Linked DNA regions of Lactuca sativa: region 2 is linked to region 1. The links are chromatin contacts, called in public Hi-C maps. All regions are on one chromosome and are shown on one strand. Each heading gives the region's core, a stretch centred on a gene start, on an enhancer-like site or on the middle of the called end of the contact. The rest is flanking DNA. Distances are from core to core; before and after follow the strand shown. Region 1 holds the start of LOC111890587 (citrate-binding protein). Region 2 holds the start of LOC111882870 (60S ribosomal protein L3-1).

What was found. A called contact is a pair of places that touch in the nucleus more often than the background predicts.
Region 2: a Hi-C map of leaf shows a contact between it and region 1, with 6 times the contacts expected there. The contact joins the promoter of LOC111882870 here to the promoter of LOC111890587 in region 1. A contact is called at or near these places in 2 of 4 Hi-C or Micro-C datasets (leaf and seed).

What each region holds. Positions count from the first base shown.
Region 1 is chr6:176,444,613-176,451,575 of Lsat_Salinas_v11, reverse strand. It overlaps LOC111890587 (citrate-binding protein), which reads left to right and starts at 2,847. Exons shown (of 2, transcript XM_023886691.2): 1 at 2,847-3,119; 2 at 3,894-4,295. The coding sequence starts at 2,847. The coding sequence ends at 4,277.
Region 2 is chr6:176,797,149-176,804,069 of Lsat_Salinas_v11, reverse strand. LOC111882870 (60S ribosomal protein L3-1) reads right to left here and starts at 3,601. Exons shown (of 5, transcript XM_023879240.3): 1 at 3,475-3,601; 2 at 3,050-3,156; 3 at 2,595-2,705; 4 at 1,766-2,480; 5 at 1,256-1,686. The coding sequence starts at 3,134. The coding sequence ends at 1,428. It overlaps LOC111882874, which reads left to right. Exons shown (of 5, transcript XM_023879243.1): 4 at 115-279; 5 at 395-400. The coding sequence ends at 400.

The DNA of each region.
Region 1 (6,963 bases), core at 1,598-4,097:
TATTTGTTATCTATAAAATAGTTTCTTTTAGCTCAAACAATCTCTTTTAGCCTAAAAAATGCAGCCCAAAATAAATTTGGGAGTGGAGGAACAGGGAAATTTCAGGAGTGGGGACAAGGGATGCACTTCCCGTCTTGTTTGCCCCCGTTAACATTTCTACTTTTTATCATGCTAAAGAGTATCCCAACATAACTTACATTTAATAAATTTTCATACATAACTCTTAATTTTATACAAATTTCTATTATTTCAATTTAATATGAAATAAACAAAGCAACCTCATTTGAAGTGGGTCAACATATTGAGACCATGATTTAACTATTGGCAACAAGAACTCATCTCGATTATAATCCTTCTCCGTATGCTTTTTTGACTCCCTAAAATTGCTTATATACATATGGATTTCGTAATTTGTTTTATGGTTTTCTTCTTACTTCACTTTGATTTTATATGCTGAGTTGTCAAAAAACTTTGAATACACATAAGTGTTCGGTCGACGAAAATCAATGGGGATATACGAAGTGACATAATTATTGTGCGATATGTATTACGAAGTGACATAATTATTGTGCGATATGTATTTATATATATGAATAAAGTAAATCATATATGATAAGATATGAATATATGTTTAATTATGCTAGATATATGTAAGCTTTATATCTACATTACAAATGACATGTATATATCATATTCAAATAATTGGTTTGTACTTTATATAATCGAACCATTTATCCATTCCGATTAGGGGCATAGATTTATTAATAATTACTTGGTTTATACTTTATATAATCAATGACATAATTATATACATTCTTAATTCATTAATTTTATAAGAATTTGGTAAGTATGTATTATTAAATTAAAGTATCGGCTAATTAAATCATGTGATCGTAATTTAAATTTATAAGCAACTTATACATTGTAAAATGGGTTACATTTACACTCTCATATTAAGCGAGACACACTTTCGTATTAAGCGAGACATAACATAACTAAATGACATAAAAGGATGTTGGGCATTTCTAAGTTCGATAGTTCTATCAAGGGACATTCATAGATGATTAACCAAACTAAAATTGCATTACGGATGGTTAACCGAGAAGAATGGTTCATTAACTTTTTAAACCTAAATCTAAACGAAAAATATGATTTTGGTTAACTTGTTTTTTCGATTTGATTATTGGTTAACATATTGCCTGCATGCTAATAATAAATGTGTTTCAAAACTAAAACTTCATAAAATAAAATAAATAAAAAAAAACAAAACAAAAATTATGACTCTGAAGAACATGGTCACCATTAATAGCCTGTTGTAATATAAAAAGTTGATTCGTACCCGGCTCAATAAGTCAAATTTGTGCTATCTGGATATCATTATATTTTAATGTTTATCAAGAATATATATGAAATAATTCAGTCAAAACTAAATTGTCTACATGATGTATAACAATAATTATCTGTACAAATCTAAACAAGTGAAAGATTATAACGTTTGATGCAAACTACTGTTATCAAATTCATTGTGGAGATGTGTGTAGCAATTGTGTCCGGGAGAGGGTATCTAATGGATAGTTGAGTATAAAGGATGATGTGTCTACATGATTCTTCTAACCTGTTGATCACAAATGAGAGGCTATGGTCGATCGTAATCCAAGATGGATACATTATTACACTTCGACACCCAAGTTAGAGGGTGATTACTCAAAATATTACGAGAGTTGAGAGAGCATGATGTTGCTTATACCTTCCCATGAGGGTAGTATTTATAGTGGTTTTTATGGGAGATAAGGTCTACATATTATCTAAAGATACACTGTCTCTTTTGAAGGTTTTGTCTGATGTGCTCGTTTCATATAGTGGGTGAGACACGGTAATATGTTCATGCTAGAAAAGTTTGTGCCTTAGCCCGGACTCCGAGTTCAAGATCTTATAGTTGGGTACACTACTAGTGTGTAATCAAGCCAAAAAAAAATCAAAGATTTTTCAACGATTTAGTTAATCATATCAAATTTCAGCATTACCCAACAATAATACCAAAGATTTCAAACGATTTTAAGAGCTTTTTTATCCATGGTCACTCGATCTTAAAAAAACAAAAAAATGTTGTTGGTGATTCATTTTTTTAGGAGTGTGATGGTTTTGTGATAACATTTATTAAGATTTTTATTTTGTTATATAACATTTTTTTGAACTGTTACATGCCGACCATCTTATTCCGAAATCTACATCTATTGTCTTCAGCAAGGCTTGAATTTCAATATTTGGTTGGGGAGCAACAATCCAACTAGGCAACAACATTTGATGTCGGTAGGCCAAAATCCTTTGGTATATTACATATTTTGTTATATTACATATGATTTTTGTGATTTTCTCCATTTTTAGTACATTATTAATTTATTATCAAAATATAATGCCAATAGTTAATTACAATAGATATGATATGATGTGTTTGTATATATGTATGCATGTATACTTTTTCTAAATTTATTATACTTTTCATAATTTAACTGTTATTTTATAATATCGGCTTTTTAAATTGTGTTACTGTTTCTTATTTTTTTTTTTCTATAAATTACACATATGATTAGTTATTGTTAACATAAATTACTTTGTATTTCAAATATTATTTTATACAGAAATAATCATTGAAATAAAACAAAAGGAAGAATCAGACCAAACAAAAGGAAGAATCAGACCAAACAACCTTCAAATTCTCTTGCCCTACTTTTGTACAATACCCATAAAAACAATTCACCTTTCTCTCCCTGTCCTCCTATAAACCATGATTAACTTTGCCCTATGTATCAACAACACTTGTACATCAAGCAAACCCTAGAGAGAAAATGAAGAGAGTTTGTGGTTGCAGCCTGCTTCTCTTAGTTGTAAATTTGAGTTTACTAAATGATGGTTTAAAGGTGTTTGCTATTGATCCCACACAAGGGTTTACCAATGTCCCCTTGACACCAAGTAGCTTCATATACCAGAAACCGTACAACGTCCCACTCACAGACAGATACAGTTTCCATAACGGTATTCGTCGGTTTTGGGTCTATTCAAACGATAAGCCATTCGAGCGTGGAAGCAACACACGACCCAGAACCGAAGTTCAAATAAAAGTAAGCTTTTTTTAATCAAATTTTTCTAACATGGGATATGAAGGATATGCATTGTTTGCTTGTACGGTACAAGTAATCAATACATGTCGTATAACCAAGGATTTTTTTTATTAAAATCCTTAGAGCATTCAAACTAGAATGGCTTTTTCATAAATAACAATTGGAAAAACTCTCTTTTATATTTGGAATAAGTGAGCTCTTCAATTTACAAACAATAAAACCCACAATAAATTGTCTATTTATAATTGGTTGAAAACATATGACACTCGCTTGATCATTGAAAAAACTCTTGGTAAATATTTGTTAATTAACAAGTTCTTTGAAAACTTTTTGGTTTGAGAAGCTCCTTCGATAGTTTTTTCAACTTTAAAGAACTTTTTGGTTTAAAAAACGCTTGAAAATTTTATTGAAAGGTATCATTCATATAAGATTATACGACATTCTTTGTAAATAAAACTATCAATTTCACAATAGAACACAAAATAAAAAATCATATTATTGTGATATCCTTCATATCTTTGTAAAACACATAAATTTCCAATGAATTTGCTTATTTTTATACTTGTTATGTCATTAAAAGAACAATTTCGCAGTCATCTTATTAAAAAGATGGTAATTTTGTAAAAACTCTTCCCCCCTTTTGCTATTTTTGTGATTTTCCCGTGACAAATTGGATAACAAAAGTGATTCGTAGTTGAATTTTTTTTACCTGTATTATATTTATAGTGGAATAAAGTTGTTGCTAATACGGGTTTTTGATGTTTTACTATGCAGCCAGACTACACTTCGGGGATTTGGCAATTCGAAGGCTATGCATTCATACCACATGGAACTTCGGGTGCTACGATTGTGCAAATCCATGGTGCAGCCGAAGGTAACACAACAATATTACTAAGGATCTATAATGGAGACATGAGGTATTACAATGGGGAAGTAATTGCTACTAATTTATATGATAAATGGTTCAAGGTGAATTTAATTCACAATGTTGATGAAGGAAAAATAATGGTTTACATCAATGACGTGAAGAAGTTTGAATCACATGATGAAGGTCCCGGAGACTTGTATTTTAAGTGTGGTGTTTATGGTGCACCGAGTGACACGAGTCGATATATGGAATCGAGGTGGAGAGACATCAAAATATACAAGAAGTCATAGACATGTATATGATATGTATATAAGAAGAATTTAGATGTTGTATATGTGATCTATATATATTATGAAAGTATTATTGTACATGATATTTTATTGAAGTTGAACGTGTATGTAAAAAAAAAGGTAAATTGTGTTTGTAACGGTTTCATGTTGCCTCGCCCATTGGTCTTAACATGATGTTTTTTAAAGGGTTGTAGCTTATAACAAAAAAAAATGATTTAAAGAAAAAGTTGTGTTCGTGAGAATAACCTTAAAACTTTTATTTTAAACAAAAAACTCATGAACTAAAAGTTTATTCCAGATAGCTTCTGGCTTTTATGATTTATATCATTTAACACCTTTCAAAAGCTTAAGGCTATATTTTCCGAACAATTATGCCCATACAGAAGCTACAACTTTCAGCATCTTGCTATCTATATAGAAGCTACCGACTAATTTTGTCAAGATTACATACCATGGGTTAGGGTTTCTATTAGAGTCCATGTCATTTGAACTTAACTAGTATAAGGTATTTGTGTAAAAGACGATTTTAATTGTTTTATTTATTTTATAGAAGGAATCACCAAGGTTTATAATGGACAAATGGATGAAAAAAAATCATTATTATTATCATGTATACTCGTAAAACCAAATATATGTAGAGAAATATAATCTTTAAATATTATTAAAAGAGAAACCTTATGACATCATTTAAAACAATCTGAACCGTTGATTGTGTTTTCTTTATATGTTTTACACCCTTAGATCAATTTGCTTACGTCACCTTGATCAAACAACAAGTCAACACGTTATATTAGGAAATTAAATGTAGGAATTGAATGAAAATGATACTTGAATTATTTCCAAACTTACAACTACAAAATTGGTTCCTTATTAATGTAAACCTTAAATTTAAGCTCTATTTCCATTCAAAATTGATTTCCAAATATATTATATGTTAAAATCTCGGAAACTATTAATTTCAAATTTCAAAAGTTTCCGATATTATTATGAACCAATACATTTTCAAGCATGATATCTTCTATTTTAAGTTTAATAGGATTTCAATTGATTATCTGCTAATTTTCATCATATTTACTTGTATATATATTTCAAACCTTTTTAATAATCGATTTACACAAACATTATGTCATAATTCCTCCGCAGAAAACAAATGCAAAAAAAACTTCAACCTTCCCATCAGTCTAATTAGTTGAATAAATGTATGTACTTCTTCCTTAAATCTTTTTAATCTGTAAGTTTGATATTGTTTTCGAATTTATATGTTTTTACTCATTCGTATGGTTCTTTATTGAATACTTATAATTTGGATGTATAATGTTGTTTTTGAAAAAAAAAATTGATGTCGTGCTTGGTTCTTGGTTCCATCTTTTTAATCGGTAACTATGATCCTATTTTCGGGAACAGTAAACTCAATGTTAAAATTGGATGTTATATAAAATGAAATTATGATGTTACATGTGTGTGTATACCTTTGTAAAAAATCAATTGATAAGACAAGAGATGACATGACATAATATAACAGACGGGTTATACAAAAGACATGAACGCCCTCATTAGAAAGTTTTCTTATGTCTCCGGTAGTAACAAAATAAGAATAAGAAATATACTTTCTTAACAATTGATGTGAGATTTAAAGTTAAATATAGTCATATTGTGAAAGATGAAAATAGGCTCCCATATTCTGTGTTCAAAAAGAATTGGTACCATACATGGGCAGGTAAGAATGCACGATATAACAGAAGTGTGTACTCAACTAGAGTCAACATTTGACCCTGAAATACCAAAAAACGCCCCTCAGAACCTTCTAGAAAAAAAAAAATCAGGTATACTCAAGGACCAAAAATGTAATCTACTCTAAACTTAAGTAAAAAAAAAAAGATAAAAAAAAAAAGAAAAATATAAATTTTGTTGTTATGCTATATGCTTTTTAGTTTTGGTTCAAAGGCAAAATGGTCATTTAAAAAAAAAACTAATAGCTAGGCTGTTAACTTAGACAATCATAAAAGTTTTATGAAACAGTGAAACAAGGTCCAAAAACTACAACCTCATTCTTTTAGGGACCAAAACGAAAAAAAAACAACTAAATACAAGGACCAAATATGTAAATTACTAAAGATAAATGAAAAAACTTTTGCTTATACTGATCCTCCCCCCCCCCCCCCCCTCAGTTTTGAGGTCATGGTGGTGGACTGAGCTTCGTCACTTCTGCCTCTAACTTGCACTTTGCTTTATAGTAAGGAATGTTCTTTACTACCACCGGATCATTTCTTGCATGTTCATGATCCATTGATATAATCCCTCTTGTATTTCAAATTCAATAACAAATTTGTAATTAATTAATTTCTCATTGAAGTTAATAAATTATAAATTTATCTCACTTCCTACTCATCCAAGTTTTCTCATTGCTATAGCATCACGAAGTTGATCAAATCACATATTTTTCTAAATAAGAAACACTAATATCAACAAAAGAAGTTATTTACTTTCGTAATAAAGTTGAATTAAAAAATAAGTAAATAAATAATAAAGAAGAAGAAGAACCTTGTATTACCACCATATTTTATGTTTGACCTCATCATCATATTTAAATCCTCCCATAATTTGAGGTATTTTGATTAACCAAAATGCAACAATGCTTGGATCTTTCATGCTATCAATAATATGTTGAAACACAAAAACAGATGTT
Region 2 (6,921 bases), core at 2,352-4,851, 350 kb before region 1:
TCTTCCATCAAAGATGAGTGTTTTACCACTTTGAAAGGAATTTCCGAGCTTTCTCGTTTGATGGTTAGTACGGGGAAACATCTGTCTTATCCTTTGGTTTATAAGCTTTTAAAGTTAGCTTTGATATTACCCGTAGCAACCGCTAGTGTAGAAAGATGTTTTTCGAAGATGAAGCTCTTGAAGACCGACTTGCGCAACAAGATTGGCAATGAATTTTTGAACGATGCGTTACTTTGCTATGTTGAGACCGAAGCACTTATAAAAGTTGAGAATGAAAAGGTAATGGAACGGTTTCAAAAGATGTCCACACGAAAATGACAAATTTAAATTGGATAGATGATAGATTGTTGTTATGGTTTTAACTTTTATGTAATGAATCGCTTATTTGTATTAGACATAATGAATTAGTTTTTGGTTTTATATTAAGTTTGACCGGAAAAAAAAAATCGACAACACCTACTATCAATTCCTGCATCCGTCTCTGGTAACTGGGTAGAACAATGATTTAAATGTCCTACTATCAATTCCTACGTCTCTGGTAACTGGGTAGAACAATGATTTAAATGTCCTCGATCAATCGCCGTTGTTTGATGTGAAATACTATGAAACAGGACCCGATTGTTCCTTTTATCTAAATGACGAACACTACAAGCGTTGTTACTATCTTACGGATGAAATATATCCATCATGGGTTGTACCCTCCCAAACTGTTTTAAATCAATGTTTACATCTCTATTACCAATTACACTAAATGGACAATGACACTAAAATTATTTGTATTATGTTATGGTTTTATGCTCTAATCATCGAGCACAATAACCGATTTAAAGATTGTGTAAACCAGGGAACACAAAGGTGGAAGAGCTGCTACAAGGAAGCAAATATTACTTAAATTTTGAAAGGATAAAAACAAAAAGAATGGGAAAAAAGGTATGGAATGCCACTTTCTCCTTTATCTAAAACCTTACCCTCCTAGTATTTAATGACAACATAAAGATAGAATCAAAAAAACTAACGTTTAAGGTTTTAGTAATCAGATTCTCTCATTTAATCGCACAAATTTTGCTGACTATTATGTATTCTAGCTTACTTTGGCATTTCAACGAGCATTTGATTCGACATATTTCAGTGTAATTTCCTCACGTTTAAAATAGACCGATATAAATTTAAGATATTAATGTCTTGCTTCAACCATGAAAAACGAGATTTTTCATAAAGGCAATTTTAAATAAGGGAATATAAATAACCAAAAAACTATTTAAAACATACTTTCTGTATTAAAGATAACCAAGACAAATAATACCAAAAAACACGTCCATGCTGAATAACAATTTAACAAAACACCAACCAAAACTTGTTCTCATAAAAAATAAACTTGTTCAAACAAACTTTAACTAACCATAACTTACCAAAATTACCCTTCTCCCTCAAGCCTTCATGCGGTTATAGAACTTGAGCTTCTCCTGTGTAGTCTGGAAACGCCCATGTCCAAATTTGGAAGAAGTATCAATGAACTTGAGCTTAATCTCCTCAAGCGCCAGCCTGGACGTCTGTGCCAACAAGGATTGACGAAGTGTCACCACCCTCTTCTTGGGGCCCACACAGCAACCTTTGATCAACAAATAGTCATCCTTCACCACTCCATAGTGAGGGAACCCACCCATTGGAGTTATATCCTTCTCAGTCCTACATCAATCAAACATTATTTACACATTAAGTCCTCCTACAACATTTATTTACATTTTTAGTCCTTAAAATAACAAACCTGTCAAACTCAGTAAGAGCAGTATGTGACTCTAGTCCAGTTTTCCCAAGCTTGTAAATCTTCTTGTTCATTTCAGTACGATGATGGTAACCATTCTGCCCGGCTCGGGCAACTGTGAAGGAAACTCGGGCAGGGTGCCACGCTCCGATACACGCCACCTTACGGAGACCTCTGTGAGTCTTACGTGGCAGCCTAGTCACACCCCAACGAGTCACAACACCTTCATAACCTTTACCTTTTGTAACTCCAATTATATCAATCATTTCATCCTTTTGGAAAACTGCATCAATTGGGATTTGCTTTTCGAAAAATCCATAAGCAAAATCCACCTTTTGAGCAATTGTTCCTCCGTTTACTTGAATCTCCATTAGGTGTGCTTTCTTCTGCTTCAACCCTTTCATTTTCCTGATCTGGGTGTGGGCTAAGACCCGGATTACAGTTCCATATTTCTTCATTTTCTCAAGCTGGGATTGAATGTCCTTTTTGCCCTCGTCGGATTCGAATTTCTTTGAGTATTTGGCAAATGCTTTCTTCTTGGATTTGCACCAGTTTTTGTAGAATCTTCTCTTGATGTCTTCGCTCAGATGTTGAGCCCAAACAGTGTTCAATGAACGAAGGCCACGTGGCGTCTTGACATAGGCTACCACTCCAACAACCACCATGGGTGGGGTCTCGATGATGGTCACTGCTTCGCATGTTTCCTTCTTGTGAAGCTCTGTGAATCCAAAGGAAGATGTTTTTTAATCAACTAGATTAATCAAGAATCTGAGAGTTTCAGACTTTTTTTTCAAAGATTGAAAAGTAAGTGGAAATCTGAAGAGGGTTTTACTTGATCCAGGCTTCTCGACATCTCTGACAATGTGAGTCATCCCAGCCTTGTAGCCCAAGAAAGCGGTTAGCTTGCATGGTTTGGTTGGGTCATCCTTGGGGAAAGCCTTCACTGTAATGGATATAAGGAAGAAAGACATTGCATAAGATATAACATGATTTAATCATATCAGATTGTGGTTTTAGGTGTAAGATTAGAAGATGTTAAAGTGATTAAGCCAACAAGGATTTAAGTAAAAGAAACCAATTATTTCAAATTGAAGAGGAAACGTTATTGTTCACATCATAAACCTCAAACTACAAATGAAACAATTTGATGTTGATTTGTGATGCAAATAGACATGGCTATGTTGACACAAAATCGCAAATAAGTTTGTTAAACAAATCCTAAATCATGTAAGTCCTCAATCAAAAAAAAGACAATGCGTATTTTAAGTAAAAAACAACAATGTATACCTTTCCCTCTGTGGCGAGCAGCACGCTTCCTGGGAAGAAATCCAAGGGAACCATGTCTGGGGTGCTCAAACTTCCTGTGAGACATCCTACTCTTCCTCCTCCTTCACCTTTAATGTTAAAAAAAAGAAAAAACAATTAAAAACAATACACACCTCAAATGAGCTTTAAATCGAAGTATAAACAAGCATATACATCTCTAAATCGACGAACACACAAAAATAGAGGATTCAAAATGATTGCAAAAGAAAGATGCTTCTCTTTAATCAGAATAAAAATCGTATATGGTCAATTGAAGATGTTCACACAAATGCAGATCGACTAAATTGCGAAATTAAACCATATAAAGGTTATCATCTATGATTAGCATGCGAAAATAGCAATCGAGGATCAAATGTGTTAGAGAGATGTTGAAAGGATGAGAGAACCTGCTAGTTGCTGCGAAGATAGCCGTGCGGCGATAGTTGCCCCAGTGAAATGCATCTAAAACCCTAGCAAAATATATATAATCATCGTAGTTTCCATTGCACAACAAGCCCCCCTAAACTTTACAAAAAGCACAGAAATTCCCCTCAGTTTTCTAAAAGACACCTAACGGGCTTGGGCTAAAGTTGGTTCTTGTCTTCCTAGGCCAGGGCCTCTAACTCTGTGTGTATTTCAATTTTCAAAGGCAATGTTTACATCATATTGATAAAAATTAGAATTCATTTTATAGAAATAAAAAATACATGTTTATTTTGTCTAATAAAATAAAACGCATCATCGTTGTTATTGAAGAATTGTTTATTTACTTTTGAAACAGCATTTGTTGTTAGGGCCTAGTTGAAAATATATTTACTATTTTCAAAAGGATTTTACTAAAAAGTAGTTGCGTAAAATATGGTTTCAACATATTAAATATTTTAATATATTAAATATTTTAATAAGTTTAAAATAATAAAATTGTTAACAATAAACCTATCAAAATATGATTCAAGCTCACCTTATAACTTGTGGCCTCTTTAAAGTTCAAAATAATCATTATACAAGCTAGGGTCTTAAATCCAGCACACATTAAATGATTATGACTTGAACCCTAAAAATTAGGGTTTTAAGTCAGCATACGTAAGTTGCGCATACCACTTTGTCCTTGCGCGTACATGCATGGCTCCACATTTTCCTTGTTCTTACTATGTCGTGCATACGACTTCAGCTAGCCCAAACACATAGAGGCCCAACCTCTAAGCCCAAAATAACTTCATGGCCCAGAACAATTAAATACATTATTAAATAAATTAGCAATACCTTGAAATCACGGATGTTACAGAATAAGAAGCTTCAAATAGACTAACTATGGACACTTAGGCAAGTATAGTCCATCCTTGTTATTCTTTTATCTCATTTGATTATCTTTTCACAAATAACTCCGTCTACCACCATCTATTTTCGTATTAAACCCCTCCCCACCATATTCCTCACATTTTAAATCTTGCATAGTTAAATAAATTGGTAAATATTCCCATTTTTCCCCATTTAAATCTTCAAATAATTGTAAAGTCTTTTATTCAAGGTTTTACCTCCATAAAAAATTAATTTTTTATTATTATTTTATAGTTAATTTTATTTTATTAAAATATTTTTTTTAATTTCCCATTTTTTCTCAAAAAGTTCAAAACTTTTAGGCCCAAAATTACGATGTTACAATTTTATGTGATGTTTTTGTAACGTCCGGATCCTGGTATGTATTTTAAATCAAACTAGTCATTTTTGCAAAGGGACTCGACGAGTTAGAGGCCCAAACTCGTCGAATAGGAATGGATTTTTGGACGCGGGACTTGAAATCTACTCGATGAGTTGAGAGCCTCAACTCGACGAGTAAGATGCCAGATTGAAACCCTAATTTTCAGGGTTTGCACTCTATTTAAACACCTTAACCTCCTAAGGATGGCCTCATTTGTAGTCTCCATCACTCCAACCCCTAGCCATGAAACCCTAATCCACCTTCGAGTGTTCTTGAGCCATTTTTGGGTATTCTTGGTGATTTTGAAGCTTGAGAAGGAAGGAGAAGCTTGAGGATTCAAGAGGAAGGCACTGGATCCGGAAGTTGACATGCATTTCTGACTCATTTGAGGTATAAAGTTGATACGTTGGCTTTCCTTTGCTTAGATCTTCATTTAGGGTTGTATTTTGTTACTTTTGGGCCATATTGAAGTCATTTTTGGGATTTGAGTGTATCATTAGGTTTTGACTTCAGATCTAGACACTCATGAGCTTATAAGACTTAAAGTTGTCAGCTTTATCAAGCCTTGACTATTCCCCATGCCCTAGACCTCTTATATAGCTTAGTTTTGGTGTTTCTAGCTTTGTGGCACCATACATGAACATAAAGTTAGCAACTTTACGTGGTAACTTAGTCCTAGGGGATCAGATCTATGGTTTGGAAGCATTGAACTCGACTGGAAACGACTGAATGAGTTCAGCCTATGGGGGACTCGACGAGTTGTTCATGCAACTCGGCGAGTTGGGTTGTGGTCCCCCAACTTTTTATGTTGCTGGGTAAACTCATTGAGTCTAGGAGATGACTCAGCGAGTTGGCCATGATTTTGGGTTTAGAAGATTGAAGAACTCGACGAGTTCAAGGAGGAACTGGCGGGTTAAGGGAAATGTCTCGACTCTGTTATGAGGAGGAATTCAACGAGTTGGATCGAGATTTCTAGGGTTTTATGGATATGGAACTCGACGAGTTTATGGACCAACTCGGTGAGCTGAGTCAACCAGGATGTTGACTTTGACCTGGATATGGACTTTGACTAGGATGTTGACTTTAACTTTGACCATTGACCAGAGTTGACCCTTAAAGGGGTTATAAGTATGAAAGGGGTAATTAAAGGAGATTTTTATATGTAGGAGTTTGAGAGGAGTTGATCCCAGAGCTGAGGACAATTCAACTATTACACGACATTTCAGGTGAGTTGTCTTCCAGAAGAAGTGGGTCGAAGGCACCAATGCTGACCCACTGGTATGAGCTATAGTAGAGATGATTATCTTTGTGATAATTATTTGGTATGTCACTATCTGTTATGCTTTATGTGCTAATATGTTATGATATTATGTGATAGTGGTAAGAGGGGTAGGATAGACCCCAGTACCGGTCGATAGGCCCGAAAGGGTATGCCAACACCCGGATAAGCTAGGCAGTAAATGACTTATGTGTTTACGAGCTAGAATGTTATATGGTAGAAGTAGGGTTGAAATAGTCTATGGTACCGATCGAAAGGATCGAAGGGATCGAACGGGTAGGCAAGCACCCTGGTATGCTAGGATAGGTACCGGTCGAAAGGACCGAAGGGGTAGGCCAGCACCCTGACATGTTAGGCGAGTTATTGGTTGCAAGAGACCAAAGGGGTAGGTCATTACCCTGATATGCTAGGCAGCTACCGATTGAAAGAGACCAAAGAGGTAGTCCAGTACCCATATATGTTAGACAATATGATTATTGTATGGTATGTGGTATAATGGGGGAACTCACTAAGCTTTGTGCTTACAGTTTTCAGTTTTGTTTCAGGTCCTTCTTCTTCTTCGAATGGAAAGGAGTCGGCACGATAGCAACGCATCACACACATGAGATTATTGAGATTTATACTCTGAAATTATTTTCCTATGATATGTTTTTGAGATGGTTGACATAGGGTTTTCATGATATAAGATAACATTGATGGCATTTTCAGTAATAGTTTTATAAATCTTTGAATTTAAAATGAAATTTTTGGTCTTGAAATTTGGGATGTTACAAATTTCTTTTAATTTCATAATAAGATTGAACGGATATTTAGCAAAGATGATATTTATATATTTTTTATGTTGGATTAGGTGTGTAGGACATTAACTAAATTATT